Linked DNA regions of Muntiacus reevesi: region 1 is linked to region 2. The links are chromatin contacts, called in public Hi-C maps. All regions are on one chromosome and are shown on one strand. Each heading gives the region's core, a stretch centred on a gene start, on an enhancer-like site or on the middle of the called end of the contact. The rest is flanking DNA. Distances are from core to core; before and after follow the strand shown. Region 1 holds the start of RNF44 (ring finger protein 44). Region 2 holds the start of HIGD2A (HIG1 hypoxia inducible domain family member 2A).

Region 1 (6,978 bases), core at 4,230-6,729, 150 kb after region 2:
ACGAACCAATAATGGGCAATCCATGCAAATAAGCTAACGCTTGCCGGGAAGGGGGATTGGCCCGGAGCGCGCTGACGTCACAAACATATTTAACCGCCCCGCCCCTAGCGTGGCCAGGGAAAGGGGCGGGGAACAGTTTGAAGTTAAGAGTAGGAGGCGTGAAGAGGAAGTGTTAATCCCTCAGTCCTGTCCGATTCTTTGCAAACCGCTAGACTGTAGCCCATTAGCCTCCTCGGTCCATGGAATTCTCCAGGCCACCTGCGCTCTAATTGCTCTAGGCGAGGCGTGGGAGAGCTGCTTGCCTAGGTGGACAGTGCAACTAAACCCAACGAAGTCTTTAGTTTCCTACAATATTCCTATGAGACAGATTACCACAACCTGCCCATTTTACAAAGGGGTAAAGAACATCAAGAGGGGCGTCATTCACCCCAGGTCACACTGCTGAGGTGACGCTTGAATCCAAGACAAAGCCGAGCTTCGTTCCCCTTTGTCTCCCTGTCTGCCTGACATTATACAAAATGAGGTATTACCTCCATATCGACAGGGGGCGGGGGGAAGGAGAGAAAAATCAGTAATATTTAAAATATTCAAGAGCTGGGAACAGGCCGAATAGAAAGTATGCACATAATCCATAACTAGACTCCTCTAGATGGAGCTGCACTGACACAGGCCTACTTCCGAATCAGCCCTACACGAGATACCAGCACAAATGTTAAAACATCTGCTGAGCCCGTGTAGTGGGGCTGCTGGGCGTGTACCTGTGTGTGATTTTCTATGCTTCTTTGGTATATTTCATAATCCCAAATTTCAAAACTGAAACTGAACTGAGTGTAACAGTATCAATGGTTTTTAAAATAGAATATATTCAGTATCACAATAGAATATTTTTGGAAGGATATACAGGAGACATTAATAACTGCCCTCATGGAGAACTGAAGGGAGAGCACTGGGCCAGAAGGACAAACTTTTTATTCAATATGCTTTTGTATGTTTGCTGTTAAGAAAAAAACCAAACAAACCTATAGTGTATAACCTACCGAAAATTCTAGAGAAAATTACTGCAAAACAGTATGTCTTAAGGATTTCCAGTCATTAAAACTTGTGTTCCTTTAGAGGCATCCAATAGAAACAACCCAGAAGGAAGTTTGGGGAACAGACATGCCTATCCAAGTAATGTTTAGTGCAACAACAATCTGACACCATACTGGGGATGTGCAGCCAATAACACAAAAACTGAAAATGGTGTCTAGGTGCTGTTTGCAGACCTGTAGGGACAAGAGATCAAATTCAGGAGGCATGCTACAGATGTTACCTGGAATGTCGAACTCTCTCCATCACAATTAAACTATGGGTGCATGAGAATAAATGGGGATGCCTTTCTCTAACCATCTCCTTAAAAGCAACTCTCCCTTCCCCTAAATCCCTTCCAATCTTATTTTTCTCACTCTGTAAAAGCAATTAGAAAATCCTTCCTACACTCAAAGTGCTTACACAGACCAACCCCTGCTTGCCTGTGTAGGGCTAGAACCTGCAATGGCTCCCTAATGCCTAGCTTTCAGGGCTGTGCTTAACAAGACAAGCTTCCCCGACCAAACTCTTCAGGCTCACTTCTCCCCACCATCTCTCCCACAGCCATGGCTGTGCTCCCACTGGCCTTCCCTTCCTCTCACTTCCTTTCTACCAATGCATATGCATTGGTAGAATGCAATGCTTGAAGCTTGGCTCCCATCTCACCTCTTACAGGAAGCTGTGAAGTCTCCAGCTTGTGAACTTCCCTATCTTTGAATTCAGGCCTAGATGAACCCTGACCTTCACTTCATGCCATTTGATTTGCACACAGCCCTGTCATGATCACTTCATGTCTCACACAGTAATCTCCTCCTTGCCTGAGAGGATTCAGTATTTTTAAGTGCAGTGACATTCAGCCTTCACTGAGACAACACAGAGGTAATCTCATTTTACAGGTGAGGATCTAAGGCTCAAGGAAGGGAAGCGACTTGCCTGAGGCCACAGTGTGGGAATCCTTACCAGGCTCAGATGGTAAAGAATCTGCCTACAATGCAGGAGAACCAGGTTCATCCCTGGATTGGGAAGATCCCCCGGAGAAGGGAATGGCTACCCACTCCAGCACTCTTGTCTGTAGAATTCCACGGACAGAGGCGGACTACAGTCCATGGGGTCACAAAGAGTTGGACACAACTGAGTGACTAATACTCTGGGCTTCCCTCATAGGTCAGTTGATAAAGAATCGGCCTGCAATGCAGGAGACTGGGTTCGATATCTGGGCCGGGAAGATGCCCTGGAGAAGGAAATGGCAACCCACTCCAGTATACTTGTCTGGAGAATCCCATGGACAGAGGAGCCTGGCAGGCTCCAGTCCATGGGGTCCCAAGAGTCAGACACCACCCCACACAGGAAGTGACTCCAATTACTACTCCATAATCTACTTACTCCTTTGAAGACACCAGCGCTCTGACTGTGTCATTCTCTCTGCCTAAAGTGTCCTCAACATCCCCTACTCACCTCTGACCAAACTCTGCTCAACCTTAGGGGCTCAGCTCAAAGGCTGCCTGCTGGGAGCCTCTCCTGACCTGTCTCCTGGTTTCTACAATATGCAGCACGCCTGTTATCACACTGCATCAGAACAGCAGAAAGCATCTCATGGGGCTGCTCCTTCTACCCCTAGCAGGGCCTGGCTCACACTGGACGGTGGTTGCTCTTCCTTGTCCCTGATGCTTCAGAGCCAGGAAATCTTCGTCCTGCCTTGTCTCACACGTGACCCTCTGGTTTATGTCCCCGGAATGCCCTCAGCAAATCCCCACAGCCCTCAAGGTTCCCGCCCCCAGGACCAGAGGCCAATAACACGTCTCCCTCTGACCTGAAAAACTTTCCTGGGCACATGCAAAATCACTCTGGAGCAAGCGGGAAGGAGGCTCAGTTTTACCCTATTTCCCAGGGAAGTCAGGAATCTGGAGTTTCCTCTCATTTATGAGTCCTCTGCTTTGGAACCCCAGTGTGGGCCCATGGCCTATATACCTACTGTGTGCCTCACCCTCATCACCCCAGCCCGCCCCTACCCCTCTGAAGGCAGGTTCTGTTACTTTCATCTTACATATGAAGAAAATGGCTCAGGAAATGACTCCCCTTGACCCAGTTCCCAAAGTGTGGCCCAGGGAGCTCCAGAAATGATTGGTGGGAGTGGCTCACGCTTGGCCAAGCACCTCCCATGAAGTTCTGTGGAGAAACTGGAGTTCTGGAGTCTCCTGCATGATCTGGGTAAATCCTACCCTGATCATCTCATTGGTCCTTCCAATGACCTAGGTATCAGTGTGTGCTCCACTATACAGATGAGGAAGCTCAGGCAAAAGAGGACATGACTCATCCACCATTACATAGTCATCAAGGGGCAAACATGGGGTCACATTTTAAGCTAATATTAAGTTTGGTTCACGCAATGCAAATGCCAACACAGGGTCTCCAAGTGTCCAATAATCAAAAGCACAAGAGCCTCTCCAGATCACAGACTGGAAGAATGGCAGAGAGGGATTTGAACCCTGGTCCCTTGAATGCAAAATACTGGATGCTACCTACATTCCGGCTTTCACCCCAGGACTCTGCAGGAGATGGTTCCTGCTGGGGCCTCCCCTATTCTACCTGCCTACCTAAGAGCCTGGACAGCTGGCTGCCTCCTTCCCTCCATCAGGGGTCAGAAAGTACTCCACTCCTTTTTTCTAAAACCCCTCAAGCCCTCCTCCAGATGCAGGGCCCAGCAGCCTTCCCAAGTGAAGCTGGCAGAACACAGAGACTGAGGGACGGTTCAGGAACACACAGCACAGCCTGGTAAAGCCCGCTCAGGACACAGACCTCCCAGCTACCCCAGAGCATCAGCCTTGAGCCTCACATTCCAGGGTAGGGGTTGACAGGCCCCACTCTGCCAAGTCCTTGCTGCTTAGGGCAGGCTTGAGCACACCTGAGCCCTAAGCTTTGGTTGCCCTAAAAAGCAGAGACCATTTATGCATATGGGGGAGGGTGGCGTGTCTATAAAGGTGTTCCCAGGTCTGGGTTCGAGGCTGCAGCACTCTGGCCCCAGCTCTGAGTCTTGGTCAGCGATGTGGCCTCTCTCTTCCTCAGTCTCACTTCTGTAAAACCAGGATGATGACACCACTAGTGACAGATGCCATTTCCTGAACACTCTGTGTATGCAGCACTGCTGTTCATCTCCTACAGGCTACAGAGAGGGCAGGCAGACACTGATGGTTAAGTGCAGTGCCTCAGAAGCCAGCCCACCTAGACTATGAGAAAGCTGCCACCTCTATGAGGCTCACAGTTTGTCCAGTGAAAATAGGGGTGACTATGAGTCAACAGTGGCTTCCACTGTGTGCACATCTTCCACGGTCCTGGAAGATACCATGTGCTTGAATCTGTGAGCTCTGTGGGTAGGGCACTGGGAGGGGATCCGCTTCCTGACTCCCTCCCTGTTATAGCTGTCCTCCATGGAACCCATAGGGTCTGGTAAACGAAGGAGCGGGTACGGGTCACCACAGAATCCAGAGATGAAAATCGGGCGCTGCAAGATTGTGGGAGCCTGGCAACTCCCGGGAGATGAGTCCAGCTGAATCCCCCCTTTGCCCTCCAACCAAGGCCAGCTTCCTACACCCACATCGTCTTTCTTGCTCTGGACCCATCTCGACTCGGGCTTCATAGCCCTCAGAAAACAGAGTGTGTGACCTTGGGCAAGACACAGATCCTCTGGAGCCCCCGCGCCTGTCTTTACCCTCAAAGCAGTACCCACGCCGCTGGCGTGCAGTGGTCTGTTCTTCCGACCCGAGGCAGCCCCAGGGCAAGGTTTGGGTCGCGCTGGGTCCCCAGCAGCTGGGACAAGGAGCGCTGGTAGTGTTTGGGACAGCGCTAAGGAGGCCAAAGCACTGCAGTCTGTCCTGGACTCCTGGGCTCCAGCTCTAGCCGGGACTCGCCAGGGGTTGCGATCGGAGCATGCGTGGAGCGCAGGGCACTCTGGGACTAGTAGTTCCCAGGGGCTCCCCGTACTGGAACACCAGACAGCGGGCAGAGCAGCTCTGGCCCGGAGTCCCAGGACAGCAAGCTCCCGCCCAGCGGACGCTGCCCGGCGGACTCTGGCCTTGCTGGAGGTCCCTGCGCTACACTGCTAGCCCACTGCCGCCCCCTATCGCTCCATCCTCGTTGACCCTGCGCCTGGGGCGCACGGCGCAGGGTCCAGGCCGTGCGTTACCTGGGGCCGCGGCGGGGCTCTAACCCCACCCGGCGGCCGGCGCGTTGCTCCCGCTGCAGCCCGGGGTCCTGGTCCCGCTGCGGCCCGAGCGCCGCCTGCCGCGGTCCCCCCTTTGGCCCGACGCAGTGGAACGGTCCACAGACCTCTTCACCCGGGCGCGCGCGCGCGCGCGCGGGGTCTACAGCAGCTACGTAGCTTCACCCTCGCTCCCGCGCACGTATGGAAGTACCTGGACTGCACCAAGCGCGCGGGAGCGGAGGGTGGAAGGAGGCGGAGCGTGTCTCGGCCACGCCCCCTCAGTGTACGGCCGCAAAGGGCGCGCAAGGGCGAGGCTTACAGGGTCTGGCACCCCAGGTGCCCCCTTTGCTACCGGTGTGACCTTGGATGAATGACTAAATAGGAAAAATAATACGAGCCCGTGGCCGTTCAAAGAACCTTTGCTTCGCGGACAGTTTGTTCCCCTCCCTCAGCCTCGGAATGTGTGTGTGTGTGTGTGTGTGTGTGTGTGTGTGCGCGCGCGCGCGCGCGCGGGAGAAGGTAACAAGGATCTACATACAAAGAGCAAAGACCGAGATCAGCAGATCTTGGTTCCTCTCTGTGGGTCATTCTCTGAGCTTCAGTTTCCTCTTCTGTGAAATGGGAATGATGATACCTCCTTCGGGATGTAGGGAGACTCTGGTGACAAAAGAATGCTTCTGTCCATTGCTAGAGCCATCCTGGACCAAAGTGGGAATACCTGCTCAGGCCTGGGATCCAGAGGGTATCCCCGCCCACTGCATCCTAGGGTGTAATTAGCCGGCTAGGACTACAACTCCCATCGCGCCCCGCTCCATCAGGGTCGTGCTGGGAGCTGTAGTCTCTGCAGACCTTACTCTCAGAGACTGCCCTCTTTCCTCAGCCCAGGACTTGGCACCTCTGCCGAGGGAGGGCCCGCTGCCTCGAGGCCGACTTACTTTTTAAAGCTTGCATTTGTTGAGTTCTACCCAGTGAGGGAATATTATTAGTGTCCCTGTTTTATAGATTCGAAAGCTGAAGTATAGCGAGCTGAGGGATTTTTGCTAGGAAGTGACAGACTCAGGATTTCTGTCCAGGCCTGGCATCCAGAACCTGCTTTCTACCTCACTCTGGTTCATCCTTTAGCAAACATATGTTTTGCTTTTTTCTTTTTAAATACGAACTAAATTAAAGCCTAATTTAGGATATACTTCGTAGCTATACAGTAAAATAAATCTTATGTGTACATTCTTCATAAATGTATACCTCTGTATAACTAAAATCTAATCAAGATCTAGAACATTTTCATCACTTTGGAAAGTTCCCTCTTACCCCCTCCAAGTCAGTTTCCTGCAGTCATAACTATGGATCTGGTTCCTGACACTATAGATTTGTTTTTTGTGTTTAGAACTTCATATCAATGGAATAACTGTGTAAATGCTGTGGTCTTTCATTCTGCATCATGTTTTTTGAGATCCAACCTGCGGTAGGTATCACTAGTCTGTTCTTTTTTGCCCCCAGTTTTATTGAGATCTAATTGATGTTGACATATAACATTTTGTAAGTTGAAGGTGTACAGTATTATCCAATACATGTATATACTGCAGAATGTTTCCCTAAATAAGGTTAGTTAACACTTCCTTCACCTATATAGTTAGCATTTTGCTGTCTTGTTGTTTTGCTTTGCACTACTCTCAATAGCAACTTTCAGGTATAAGGTAGATACAGTATTATTG
Region 2 (6,598 bases), core at 2,795-5,294:
CTTGGAAGACCAACTGTAAATTAAACACAGGTTAACTCTCAAGTTGTCCGAGGGTCACCTGCATTCCATTAAAAATACCACGTGAGCAAACAATATATATTTATGAGTGGGATACACACCATAGGCTACTTAGTCTACCCAATTATAAGCATTCTGTCAAAGGGATTCATTTCCTAGGGTATCTTTCCTCTTTGTTTCCACTCAACCTCAGGAAACAGGCACTAGCCAAGCAGATCAGACCCCAAACGGTCCAGGGTACCTTCTCCAAGGGCCCAAGTGGTTCCTCCTGCCAGGCCTGAAACACTTACCTTATAGTTCTCCCCATGGTTCTCCACCATGTAGCGAACATAGTCAATGAGATCTCGCGACAGTGTATTTCCTTTCTTTTCTGGAAGGCTGGCTTCTGCCTCCAGGTCTGGGTTGAGAGAAGCCAAGAGACAGGGAATGAAGCTTTGCTTCCTGCATAAGTTGAATTGCTCAGTCAATCCCAACCCACAAGAGTTGCTACACTGGCCAAGTGATGACCTTTCCCTCTTCCTCTCCAAATTCAGTGCTAGAATCTTCCTCATTAGCCCCTCGGGTCCCAGGCTCTCCCTGTGGCACAAGCATCCATCAGTATGGCAATAAGTCACCTCTCTTTGGGTCTCAGATGGGTGAAAGGAAGGCACCAAACTAAAAATCCCTACTTGGTGCCAGGTACTAGGGACAGAGATGAAGACACATTGCTTGTCCACAATGCAGGGCTCCATTCCAGCTCTAAAACTCTTTGAGAACCTCTTAAAAGTATTAATACGGGAAATGAAACTCGAGCTGTAGAAACTAGGGCCCGAGGCACCTTACTGTTCCACGTGAGGGGGAAAACCAAATTCTGGAGTCAATATGGCCTCACTCCTAAAATAGCTGGGCTTCTCTGATGGCTCAGCGGTAAAGACTCTGCCTGCAATGCAGGAGATGCAGGTTCAATCCCTGGATGGGGAAGATCCTCTAGAGAAGAGGAAATGGCAACCCACTCCAGTGTTATGCCTGGGAAAACCTATCCATAGAGGACCTGGAGAGCGACAGTCCAAGGGGTCAGAAGAGTTGGACATGGCTTAGCGACTGAAGCACACAGGCACAACACTACTGAGCTATGTATTTTTTAAATGATTATGATGGTAAATTTTGAGGGTTTTTACTTTTGCCACAATTAACCTTTTTTAATGGTAAATTTTGTGGGGTATTTTTTTACCATAATTTAAAAAATTTTTAATTAAAGAATTAAAACTTTTTAAGATTAGCTTTCACTACAGTAAGTACACATGATTTTGTATATACAATCCTGTGCAGTAACTCTTACAAGAATCACTAAAATAGACTACAGACAGGAATTCATGGAATTCTATACCAAATGTCTGGTCAGAGGGCTTTCCTGGTGGCTCAGAGGTAAAGAACTGGCCTGCCAAGGTAGGAGACGTGGGTTCGATACTTAATCTGGGAAGAGCTCACATACAGTGGAGCAACGAAGCCCATGGACACAACTATTGAGCCTGTGCTCCAGAGCCCAGGAGCCACAACTACTGAGTCCACGTGCTGCAACTACTGAAGACTGTGCGCTTCCAGCCTGTGCTCCACGAGAAGAGAAGCCTCCACAGGAAGAAGCCTGCGCATGCTTGAGTTATGCTCAAGCCATAACTAGAGAAAAGCCTGAGCAGCAATGAAGGCACAGCCAAAAATAAATAAATACTATTCTTTAAATTTCTGGTCATTCAAATCTTTAAACTTTGCAGAATTTACCCTCTTGTTTTAATATTCGGTCTCTATAGCCTTAAAATACATAAAGTTGATTTATCATTGGAAAGATTCAGTTCAGTCGCTTGGTCGTGTCTGACTCAGACCCCATCGACTGAGGCACACCAGGCTTCCTTGTCCATCACCAACTCCTGGAGCCTACTCAAACTCATGTCCATCGAATTGGTGATGCCATCCAACCATCCCATCCTCACTCGAAAGATTATGTGGTGGAATCTCTAAAAAGAAATCTGTTCATCCTTAAACTCATGAGAAGCTGAATTCACGCCTGAGACTTGATGCTTTTCTCCTTTGTCCTCTCAGGCACCGGTTAGGTCCTCCCTGAACATCTCTGGCCTCCCTTCACGCATTGGAAATTAGTCAGTAGACTGAAAACATCTCAGCCAGGACACAGTTCTAACTCTGCCAGCTGAGCCCTGGACCAGCTCACTTTCTCCCTCTGAACCTCAGTTTCTCCATCTGTACACTGAGAACATCTGAGAGTCCTTTCCAGCCCTGTATAGGATGCTGACCTACAGAAACTGTGGCCCACACCCACCATTAAGCACATACGGCTTCCGCACAAGCTCCTTAGGCCTCTCCTCTACATCCACTTCCATGGTCTTTACCTGCAGAGAACAGAGACCGTGAGAACAGTAGCCAGAAGAAATTATCCTGGATGAGGGAGAATTCTAAAGGCTCCTGCCCATCTCAACACAACTGCGTTATCCATAAGGGCCCCTTCACAAGGTCAGGCAAGACTAGATGACCAAAGAACTAATGCCCTGGATGCTTTTTCTTCCCAAGATGCTCAAGTAAGCAGTTTATCTTTCTGTGCCCATCTATAAAATGGGCAGAATATTCCTTGCCTGCCTCACTTCACTGTGTGATTATCAAATGAAGCAATGCACATGAAAGCACTTTAGAGTTTTCAATGAGGGAGAGAGGTCAGATGCCTTCTCTTATGCAAGGAGCAAGCTGACAGTGCTTGGCTATAGTTTCATATTTATTCAATAAACAGTAGTGCCTTGTTCCTCTAGCATAGAGATAATAAGAAATTTGCCTGAAGGCAACGGGACAAACCCAATCAGCGCTCCCAACTCATGATTCATTAACTACAGACCACTAGTCACATCCTAAGCACCACCGAGGCTTAGTAGTGAATGGAACAGAGTTCTTGTCCCCAAGCAGATTATGTTGGAGGAAAGATGCACAGATAATAAACAGATAAATATATAACATGACATACCATCAAGTATTTACAAGTGTCAATGAATTAAAGTAGGAAAGAAGTTACTGAGTGAAAGGGGGTGCGATTTTTGAAAGTGGTCCAGAAAAAGAATTATTCTGGAGAAACTAGAAAAGGGAAGCATCAGACCAAGGACGATTGGATAACTGAGGAAAGGTGTGAGGCGCAGTAAGGATTCCAAACTCCTTGTTAGGAGAGTTAAGGGCAGAAAAAGATAAATTCTGGAAAACTGAGATACCAAGGAAGACCCAAACAGTTTACTTTCAGAAGGATAAAGTGAGTGCCGAAGGAAAACGGCAGCTCCAACCCAGGTCCAATGTGTGCTGGGGAGGCAGTATGAGGGAGATACTAAAAGGTAATCTCAACGCACTGTCAGGCTGGCCGAGTTGGCTGTGGGGAAGTCGCAAACCCAAGGGCGTGAGGGAGGTAATAGACAGGATTAAGCCAGCTAAGGATGGTGTGGGGGCGGAGGGCAAGGCCGGGACCATGTCAGTACCTTTCTCTTAAGAAAGGGCACTGCCCTGTTGGGGTCCATAGCCAAACCCATCTCGGCCAGGTTCTGCCGCACCGATTTGGTCTGGTCCCAGGCATGTCGGATGTGCGAGCTACGGGAAAAAAAAAAGAGGGCGATCGCGGGACTGTCATCTAGCTAGCCGTCCCGGCCAAGGTCTCCTGCCGTCTGAACCCCGGTCTCCTCACCATTCGATCCGCGGCGCTGCCTTCCGTCGAGCATTCCGGTTCAGACGCTTCCGGTTAATATTATAACCGAACTTCTGCCTCCGAGTCTTTCCCTTGGCTTTGGGCATTGCACTGACCACAGCACCGCGTACTAGACTCTGCTTCTCACTCCAACTACCTCGTGTAGCGACTCCTTCCGGCTAGTGGAGCACGTGGTTTTGCAGGCTTTCGGGAAATGTAGTCTTCTTCGAAGCGACACAAGCTGGTACTATAACTCCCAGAATGCCACGAGCGACCGCGCCTGCGTACAACGTTCAGCAAAGCCCTTTCCCCTGCCCCCTTTAATGACCTCATCAGGAGGCGGGGCTTAGTGTCCGAATTTTCGCCTACTGCTGTTGCCCGAAACATGGAGACTCCTGGCCGTGTCACTCCGGAGGCACCTTTTGAACCATCGCAGCCCCCAGTCATTGAAGGCTTTAGCCCCAGTGTATACAGCACTTCGGAAAGCTTCAAGGAAAAGTTTATCCGCAAGACCCGCGAGAACCCACTGGTACCCATAGGTAAGCAAGTGGGAGCTGTAGGAACTGTAGACCAAGAGGGCAGTATGCAGAGGGAATGAAATAGGGGAGGACCGGGACCCCAGTGGGGTGACCGGAATGAGAAGGGGCCGGGCGGTGAGGGGTGAACGTGATTGGAGTAGGAGCTGGACGGGATTGGGGACGCTGGTACGCGGCGGACTCTGACTCCGAGGACCCCCCCCACCCCTGCCCCGGCCCTCCTTCTTCCCACCCCTCCCACCTCGGCCCCACCTCACGGCGCGCTCTCCTCAGCTCCTGTTTAAGGATATCTTGACCCTGGAGAGGGAAGCCCAAAGAGGGGAGGGGCCCTCTGGAGCCGGACCTGCCACTTCCCACCTGCTTTGTCGCCTCTTCAGGCTGCCTGGGCACTGCAGCCGCCCTAACCTATGGCCTCTACTGCTTCCACCGTGGACAGAGCCAGCGCTCCCAACTCATGATGCGTACCCGGATCGCCGCCCAGGGCTTCACGATCGTAGCCATCTTGGTGGGTCTGGCTGCGTCCACTCTGAAATCTCGACCTTGAACCGGTGGCCTCGCCTTGAAAGCCTCACGGAGATGGCGTATACAGCATTTCGGAACCACCAGTCCTACCACTGAAATAACTCCCTCATCTCCCCTAACAAGCCCTGTATCAGTGCGGGTGGAAGTGGCCAATTGTGTAAACGACAGATTTTTTTTCCGGAATCTCGGGTTCCGTTCAGTTTACGTGTTGCCAACTTCTGTTTGTGCTGCACCTTCGCCACTTCCTACCTAATAAATTCTCATTCACTTGTAATTCAGTGAATTCGTTCCCACTTTCACCGCCATGGTTTTTGGTCTTTGGTTTTAGGAGAAAACAGACTAAAGACTGCAGGGTCTTTTAGAAATCCAGTAGTCTACTGATTCTCAAACTTTCCTGACAGCAGTCACCCCGAGGTATTTTTTAAAAGTAGGCAGTCTTGAGAGTCCCTTGGACAGCAGGGAGATCAAACCAGTCAATCCTAAAGGAAATCAACCCTGAATATTCAGTGGAAGGACTGATGCTGAAGCTCAAATACTTTGGTCACATGATGCACAGAGCCAACTCATTGGTAAAGACCCTGATGCTAGGAAAGATTGAGGGCAGGAGGAGAAGAGGGTGACAGAGGGTGAGATGGTTGAATGGCATCACTGATTCAATAGTCAAATTCGTGCAAACTCCAAGAGATAGTGAAAGACAGGGAAACCTAGCGTGCTACATTCATGGGATAGCAAAGAGTCATGACTTAGCAACTGAACAAGACAGTTTCTACAGTGCTGTTATATGGGGGGCCAGGGTCGGAGGTGGGGACTGATCTTTCCAACAATTTTCAAACTTTAAGTAGAAAACCTTCCTTCCCATGAGGCCTGCCATGCTTCTGCCCTCCACTTGTGTTCCTGACTCCAGTACTACCTCCTGAGAACACTTAAGGCTGATCTAGACCATCCCAGCTTGGTTCTTGATGCATCTTATAGAGCAGGAAACAGGCTTACAGACACAGCCTGATGTAACAGAAACAGCGCACAGGGTAATCTCAAAGCTTGCCAATGATTTGTGGCAGCACCTAGTGTTTTATGGTTAAGGAGAAAAGGAGACTGGAGATCTGAGCAAACTCAAGAAGAGAGGCACCCTCATGAGTTTCTCATTCATGTAAAGTCTCAAAACCAGGTGTTCCTGATCTGCTGCTGCTGCTAAGTCGCTTCAGTCATGTCCGACTCTGTGCAACCCCATAAATGGCAGCCCACCAGGCTCCTCCATCCCTGGGATTCTCCAGGCAAGAACACTGGAGTGGGTTGCCATTCTGCAGTCATCCCTAAGATGTTGAGTCAGATTCTGTTTCCTTCCATCCGTGGCACCATCAGTTTCAATACCAGCTGTATGACTAAGGCCAGCGAAGCTTCTTGCCCCCACCATGGTCTTTCAGCTGTAAGAGAAAGATTCTAAGTGTGGTGACCCTTGGCCTCCACACAGAACAGACATGAAGTGGTGAGGGCTATGGCACTTCTAGAGAGGATGGTCACTATTTTTAACTTGTTGCTGTTCCTCCCCCTCCAACCCCCACCAAAAAAAGGTTAGTTGAAAGTCCTAACCCCAGTACTTCAGAAGGTGATCTTATTTGATAATAGGGTCTTTTCAGAGGTAATCAATTTAAAATGAGGTCAGTAGGGTGGACTCTAATCCAGTATGACTAGTGTGCTTATACAAAGGAGAAGTTTGGACACAAAAGCAGACATGTATAGAGAACAGGTGATGTGATGATAAACTCAGGATTGTAGTAACGTATGTACAAGCCAAGGAACACAGCTCCTTCCCTATGGCCTTTAGAGG

The links. Hi-C and Micro-C count contacts between places; a contact is called where the count stands out from the background.
Region 1: a Hi-C map of muscle shows a contact between it and region 2, with 4 times the contacts expected there. The contact joins the promoter of RNF44 here to the promoter of HIGD2A in region 2. A contact is called at or near these places in 2 of 3 Hi-C or Micro-C datasets (blood and muscle).

The regions. Positions count from the first base shown.
Region 1 is chr1:215,907,496-215,914,473 of mMunRee1.1, forward strand. It overlaps RNF44 (ring finger protein 44), which reads right to left and starts at 5,480. Exons shown (of 11, transcript XM_065918241.1): 1 at 5,249-5,480.
Region 2 is chr1:215,758,225-215,764,822 of mMunRee1.1, forward strand. HIGD2A (HIG1 hypoxia inducible domain family member 2A) reads left to right here and starts at 4,045. Exons shown (of 2, transcript XM_065918235.1): 1 at 4,045-4,254; 2 at 4,629-6,598. The coding sequence starts at 4,101. The coding sequence ends at 4,795. NOP16 (NOP16 nucleolar protein) reads right to left here and starts at 3,938. Exons shown (of 5, transcript XM_065918234.1): 1 at 3,716-3,938; 2 at 3,513-3,621; 3 at 2,327-2,396; 4 at 309-415. The coding sequence starts at 3,822.